Linked DNA regions of Mus musculus: region 2 is linked to region 1. A link is a contact called in public Hi-C data. All regions are on one chromosome and are shown on one strand. Each heading gives the region's core, a stretch centred on a gene start, on an enhancer-like site or on the middle of the called end of the contact. The rest is flanking DNA. Distances are from core to core; before and after follow the strand shown.

The links. A called contact is a pair of places that touch in the nucleus more often than the background predicts.
Region 2: a contact with region 1 is called in a Hi-C map of bone marrow-derived macrophages, with 7 times the contacts expected there. The contact joins two enhancer-like sites. A contact is called at or near these places in 2 of 39 promoter capture datasets (both in embryonic stem cells), 8 of 15 datasets of contacts at CTCF or cohesin (CD8 T cells, the G1E-ER4 cell line, embryonic stem cells and 3 more), 104 of 484 Hi-C or Micro-C datasets (the AML12 cell line, B cells, the C2C12 cell line and 37 more), 18 of 115 datasets of contacts at active chromatin or transcription factors (CD8 T cells, cardiomyocytes, embryonic stem cells and 4 more) and 4 of 9 other capture datasets (adipose tissue, embryonic stem cells, liver and 1 more).

Annotation. Positions count from the first base shown.
Region 1 is chr11:22,779,603-22,783,265 of GRCm38.p6, reverse strand. No RefSeq gene overlaps it. Among named protein-coding and RNA genes, the nearest start is that of B3gnt2, 78 kb to the left of the region's middle. Within about 2 kb of position 2,350, at least 87 of the 459 cell types and tissues checked have an H3K27ac peak or open chromatin away from gene starts, as enhancers often do. A contact at or near this core is called in B cells and bone marrow-derived macrophages, where this site is marked.
Region 2 is chr11:22,951,112-22,954,359 of GRCm38.p6, reverse strand. All of the region lies in intron 2 of Commd1 (COMM domain containing 1), which reads left to right. Among named protein-coding and RNA genes, the nearest start is that of Zrsr1, 19 kb to the left of the region's middle. Within about 2 kb of position 1,494, at least 11 of the 459 cell types and tissues checked have an H3K27ac peak or open chromatin away from gene starts, as enhancers often do. A contact at or near this core is called in B cells and bone marrow-derived macrophages, where this site is marked.

The sequences.
Region 1 (3,663 bases), core at 1,101-3,600:
CCTGCTACCCCTATACTTGTGAGCTTTCTCGAGAGAGGGACTCCTGCGCTGTGCCCGCCAGTAGTTGCTTTTGGGTGTCCTGCTTGGCTGCAGCCTTGAGAAAAAGTTTTGCCTTTTCCAAGAATCCATCTTCCCATGCATGCGCGGGAGCCCCTCCCGCCCCCTCTCTCTCACTCTCTACCTGGGACTTATAAAGTGAAGGCTTGCAGCTCCATGTGCCACAAGAATAGCGTGCACGTTGCTGGGGTGCTACTTCAGGTGCTTCCTTTTCCACGCCCACCACAGGCTCCAACAGCTGGAAGCACTGGGCCATGACTTCCTGCTGCTGAGAGGAAGTCCCACCCCAGCTTGGCTGAAGCAAACACATCAGGTCAGCTGCTGTCTGTCACCGCTGCTGCTGTCTTGAAATGAAGGCAGCAACAGCCATATGTGCACGCCTCTCTCAGCCGACCGGCCTGCTCTCTTTACAATCTGTTTCGTCAGTGATACATGCTCGTGCCCCTGGCCTGTTCTCGTGGCCTGCCTGCACAGTCCTCATCACAGGCCTGAACCTACCTGGGCAAACTCACTTTCTGTCACCACTATCTCTCTACTTACACAACCTGTCAAAGCCACTTCAGATTTTCATTCTTATTCTGTCTTGATTTTCATTCTTATTCTGTCTTGATTTTCACTACTGCCATTAAATTGTGGTGTGCTCTATTCAGATATAACCAATCGATATAGCCCTCAATCTTATCAGAAGTCTGCTAATTATTAATATATGTAAGTTTATAACAGACAGAATCTCCTGGAACCTTTAACTGTTAACTCCCACAAAGTCTCAGAAGATTTGAACCCAGCTTCAAGACAGATATAAATTTCTTAAACCTTAGGATAATGATGTCTTTCTATTTGTCCTATTCTGGCTCTGTAAGTAGTCAACCAACTCCCTGTTCTGTGCTTCTGTCTTTGACCATCTTATTTATTTATTTATTTATTTATTTATACATACATACATACATACATACATATATACATACATACAGTACATTGTCTTCAATTCACACCAGAAAAGGGCATTGGATACCATTACAGATGATTGTGAGCCACCATGTGGTTGCTGGGAATTGAACTCAGGTCCTCTGGAAGAGTAGTCAGTAATCTTAACTGCTGAGCCATCTCTCCAGTTCACCTTTGTTCATCTTAAACAGAGTGTTGCCTGATTCTAGATTCACAAATTAAGGCAAGCCCAACTTAGTGAGACCCAGTCTAAAAAAAACGGACACAATCCCTAGGTGTTCCCAGGTTGAGATTTCTATCTACACTGTAGGGGTGTTTCCTGCTTCATGCCTTGTCTCCAAAGGCTGCTGCTGAGGCTACAGTGACCCTCCTGGGCTCCCTTCCTAGCTCTCTACCATCTATATAGACAATGGTACCTGTTTAGCTGCCAACTTCAAGCCCTCTGCCACCTCCAAAGCCAGGACTATAGAGGCTTGTCATGGTGTGCCCTCTTCCTTCACGAATCCCCTCTTGTCAGGGCTCATACAGGACCTTGTCTCTTCTGGAGCCCAACAGTGTCATGTCGTCTTCACTATATGACTCAGATGTGACAGCCATATCCTTAGCCTTGGGGAATTTATTTTTACCCTATCTATCTATCTATCTATCTATCTATCTATCTATCTATCTATCTATCTATCAACAAGGTTTCTCTGTGTAGTCCTGGCTGGAGCTTACTCTGTAGACCAGGCTGGCCTTAATTTCAGTTCTGCCTCCCAAACCCAGGGATTAAAAGCATGTGTGCACTACCATGCCCTGCCACACCCAGTGGTGAGCTGCTCTTTAACCTTTGCATCTTCCTGGACTTTTCATTCTGTGGCCAGCATTTCCCAACACCCAGAACAGCTGTGAGTGGCTGGACTGGAAAAGATCCTGAGAGAGGTCTCTGCAGCATTCCACAGTCTCATCTCCCCAGGTTCAATGAGACAGTTCAGGCCTTCCTGCCTTTGAGAGCCTCTTGCTGAGTCTGCTCATGGACCTAAGGCTTGGCTACCTGGATTTTCTTTCTTCTCCCTTTCTTCCATGTCTCTCAGCCACATTCTCTAGGGTGGTCCCTATGAACTAAAGGTTTCTTCTGCATTTCTGGGCACTGCAATACAAGATCTTCTAGGAGCCCAGAAGCCCTCAACTCTCTTTGTGTAGCCTGGAGCGGAATGATGGCTCACTTTCAGTAGCCTGAGAGGACAGTAAGGCATTTCCTGTGGTCCCTCCACCACATCCAAAACTGGACCCTGCTCTAGGCTGTAGTCTTGGGTGGGATGGATGTGCCGTACTTGGCCTGCAGTCTGCCTGAGTCATTCTTCCTGGATGGTTCACTCCTGATTTCCAGGGCAGCTATGTGAAACAGATCTTGACCAAGATTGGGAGCAAGCCACACCCTCCATTACCTCCTGTTTTTAAAATCACAGTTTTTCTTTTCAGTTGTACATGGGAAACAACAATAAATAACATAGTCAACTGGAAGGGGAGAGGGAGAGAAGAGGGACTGTTGTGTCATATGGCTCTCTGAGAAATTGCTCCTAAATTATTTATCACACTCACACACACATATATAAACCTATCGTTCTCTCTCTCTCTCTCTCTCTCTCTCTCTCTCTCTCTCTCTCTCTCTCTCTCTCTCTCTGAGACAAGATCTTTGTAGCCCTGACTGTCCTGGAACTCACTATGGAACCAGACTGGCCAGGATTGTACAGAAATCTGTCTGCCTATGACTCTCAAATGCTAGGATTAACGGCACAAGCTACTGGCATACTGCCTGGCATATATGTTTAGTTCCTCTTAGACCACTGCATAGCCTAAGAGCTTCCTGTTAGAAGGAAGCCTACTTTCCTAGAGGCAGGATGGCTTCTTCCTGTTGACTTGTGTCCTACTTCCTGCTCTTAGCCTAAGGACTCAGGGCCACAAAGTGAGAGGCCTTGAATAGTTGTCCCAGCAGCAGCCGTGGAAGTCGCCAAGGAAGCAATTACTCCTGCACTGCCACCAAGTCCATCTCCACTGTTCAGGCAGCAAAGGCATCAAGAGGCGGTGAAGTTTTGTGTTGCAATTTCTAAAAATAAAATTTGCTAATTTTGAAATACATTTGAGATTTCCTTTGGTTTTACAGAATTGCTCACAGGTCCATCTCTTCTGCCTGCTCTCAACGGTCACACTGCTACCCTTCTCATGGTAGGCTAACCCGAGAAAGTTCTGTTAACCCTTCTGCCACCTGCCTCTGACTGTGAGAGGCCACTGCCTTGTCTCAGCTGTCTGGGCCTGTCACAGATACCTCAGGTTGAGTGGCTTCAACACAGGCATTTGTTTCTCATTGTTGATGCTGGATCAAGACAGTACAGTTGGGCTCACTGTTGAAGTTCTTTCACTCAGGGGACAAGCCCACCATGAGGACACCACTGTCACAACCACAGCTACCCAGAGTCATCTCCTCAAATCCTTGGTGTCAAATACAAGGAGTCAGCAGTCCAGCCTGAACGGTCAGGGTGCACAGCAGGGTGGGCTCCCTGCCTTCCTGTGGGTAGCCCCCCAGTTCCCACTCATGCTTGCCAGGGGTAACTGAAACACTGCCAGCTTTCCTCTTATCTTCCAGGACTAGCAGCAAGAAAGTGCCTCCTAAAATTATTACCC
Region 2 (3,248 bases), core at 245-2,744, 170 kb before region 1:
TTTTATAATGTTTGCTGTTTTCCTCATATTTGCTTGCTTTCTGCTTCAGTATAGTTCCTTGTTCCCTGTGTCTCATGAATGTTATTTTTTCTTCTTCTTCTTTGATGTGTAGCATTCCTTCCAGTAGCTTCTGTACTGCTGGATTAGTGGTAATACATTCCTTTAGCTTGTGTTTATCATGGAAACTTTTTCCCCCTCTCCAATTGTGAAGAATAGTTCTGCTGGACATAGTAATTTCGGTTGGCCATTGGTTTTCAGCAATTGAAATGGACCACTCCTTTCTCCTGGCCTTTAGATTTTTTAGTGAGGAAATCTGCTGTTATTCTGATGGATTTGCCTTTCTATGTGATTTGATATTTTCCCTTATGATTCTCAATACTTTTTTTCATAAATATGATACTGAACTGTAGCACACATGGTATTTTCTGTTTGGCTTGGTTTCTGAATACTTCCTGTGTCTGGGTAGCCATCTCTTCCCCATATTTGGGAAATGTCTCCTGTAATTTTATCAAATATATTTTCTGTACCTCTAAGTTAAATAACTTCTCCCTCTCTTCTGTCTTTGTCATTTCTGCTTCTGTGATGTCAGGAACTGAACCCAGGACATACACACTGGGAAAGCTCTCAGCCACTCAGCCATGCACTGGCCTTCCCTTCTTTTGTCCTTTGTGTTTTTGAGATAGAATTTCAGAAAGCTACCTAGGCTTGCTTTAACCTTCTGTAAGCTCAGATAGGCCTTGAACTGATGGTCCCCTCCCTCTGCTTCCCAAGCAGCTGGTGTTATAGGCTAATTCGATATGCCAATATGATGTACAGTATAAGCCAATTAAAAACAGTCACCTCTTCAGTTAGAATAACTTTTGAAGGAGCAAAATGTAGTATGGTGTGTACATGTAGTTTCTTTTTTGGGAACAGGTGTGAGACCTGTCTCTGTGCAGTCCTCAGGCCCAATGATACTCCCTGTGAATTTCCAGAGTGACCTGAAAATATATTTGATAAAATTACAGAAGAGAGGGATGCTTGCCTCTGGTTTCACTGCTGCTGACTTAGCAGGGATCTTTTAGGTCTCTTAGGCTTCTTAGGGCTGGAGAGAAAGATCAGTGGTTAAGGGCACTGCCTGCTCTTCCAGAGGACCCAGGTTTGATTTCCAGTCCCTAGATGGTGGCTCACAACTGTTGGTAACTCCAGTTCTAGGTGATTCAATACCCTCTTCTTGCCTTGGAGAGCACCAGGCACACGTGGTACACAGATGTATATGAAGGCAGAATACCCATACACATAAAATACAAATGAAAAATAGTGGCATTTCAGCTGTACATGCCTATAATTCCATCCTCGGAGAGGCAGAGCCTCAGTTCTCCTGTATTCTCCCACTGGCTTCCTTTCCTGGAGAGTGAGCTTCATCGGAGTGGTTTGCTTTATGCTGTGGGCAGACCAGGCTTCAAGAGTAGGAGCTGACTAGACGTTTGCATCGGATTTTTTTTTTTTTTCTGATAACTTCTGCTTTCTGATCCAGAGCACACACTTACAAAATGGAGTCAGTACAGACAGAATCAGTTCTTGGAGCATTTACCACGCTCATCACTTTGGGTGGTGACTTAGGAAAGGTTCCTGCAGTCGCTGGTTCTTTTTCATCACATCGTACATGTTCTTTCTCCCTTTTCCCACCCTCAGGCAGGTAGGTGGGCAGGAGAGCCAACACAAGCAGAACTGGGGTGCTAGAATCCTCGGTGCCTTTGCATATCAGGCTTTCCCGAGGGGCCCTGAGGCTCACAGCTGCTGGACTCTGCCTCAGACTCTGCTCAAGGCTGCTCTGAGTCTTGAGTAGCAGGAAGGCACCAACCTCAGGAAGGTCTTGGGGACAAAACTTAGAGATTGAGGTACAGCCTTGTGTCACAGTGTGCATGTAGAGATCAGAGGACACATTTCTGAAGTCAGTTCTCTTTTTCTACCACGTGGGTCCTGGGAATCAAACTCAGATCATCAGACTTGGCAGCAAACCCCGCTTACAGGTCTGGGATGAAGTATTTGAACTTAAATCTGTTAGAGGCACTACTTTACTTTTCTTGTATTCTGCTGAAAGTGAAGCTAGACATAAGACCTTTTTCAATTAAACAGAATGCCTACAAGATTGGTAGTGTTATGACTATCCCAATGAATTTTATAACATTATGATTATAACCTACAGTTAAATATACTATACAGTGCACTTTGTTGTGCTTTTGTTGTGTTTCATTTGCAGTACTGGAGTTAAGTCCCAAATCTCCCAAATGCTAGGCAAGTTCACAACTAGTGATTGACAGCCATGGTCCCTGTATTCACAGTTGTGTCCCATGGAAACAGATATTTTGCATTGGTTCAATCAAGAAGAACTTCTGGGGTGCTGGAGAGATGGCTCTGCAGTTAAGAGCACTGACTGCTCTTCCAGAGGTCGAGTTCAGTTCCCAGCAAACACATGATGGCTCACAACCATCTGTAATGGAGTAAGATGCCCTCTTCTGGTGTGTCTGAAGACAGCGACAGTGTACTCATATGCATAAAATAAGTAAATCTTAAAAAAAAAATTAAAAGAAAAAAAAAAAAGAAAATCAGAGCTGAGATGTTTCCCTTTCCTGTGTTGTCTCATTAAGAGAGCTCTCTGAGCTCCTGTGAGCACTGTTGCTATGTAATCAGTACAAATAGACTGTGTGCCACAATAAGGTTCTTCTCCAGCTTGCACATCAGAAGAGTCACAGATTTCATTAGAGATGGTTGAGAGCCACCACGTGGTTGCTGGGGATTGAACTTAGGACCTCTAGAAAAGCAGTTACCACTCTTAACCTCCAAGCCATCTCTCTACCCCCTCCCATATATTTCACTTCTCTAAGTTTTATTTATTTATTTATTTTTTGAGTACACGAAGTATGTGCAGTACTTTATGCTGAGCATACAGTAGAAGAGACTCAGAATATGCCTGCAATGCATTGCTATGTAAGTGACCTGTGGTGGAGGAGGACTCTCAGGTCTCAGTCTGTTAGTTTAAAAGAACCAGAGTGTGTACTGGTTAGTTTTGTGTCAACTTGACACAGCTGGAGTTATCACCGAGAAAGGAGCTTCAGTTGAGGAAATGCCTCCATGAGATCCAACTGTAAGGCATTTTCTCAATTAGTGATCAAGGGGGAAAGGCCCCTTATGGGTGGTGCCATCTCTGGGCTGTTAGTCTTGGTTCTGTAAGAGAGCAGGCTGAGCAAGCCAGGGGAAGCAAGCCA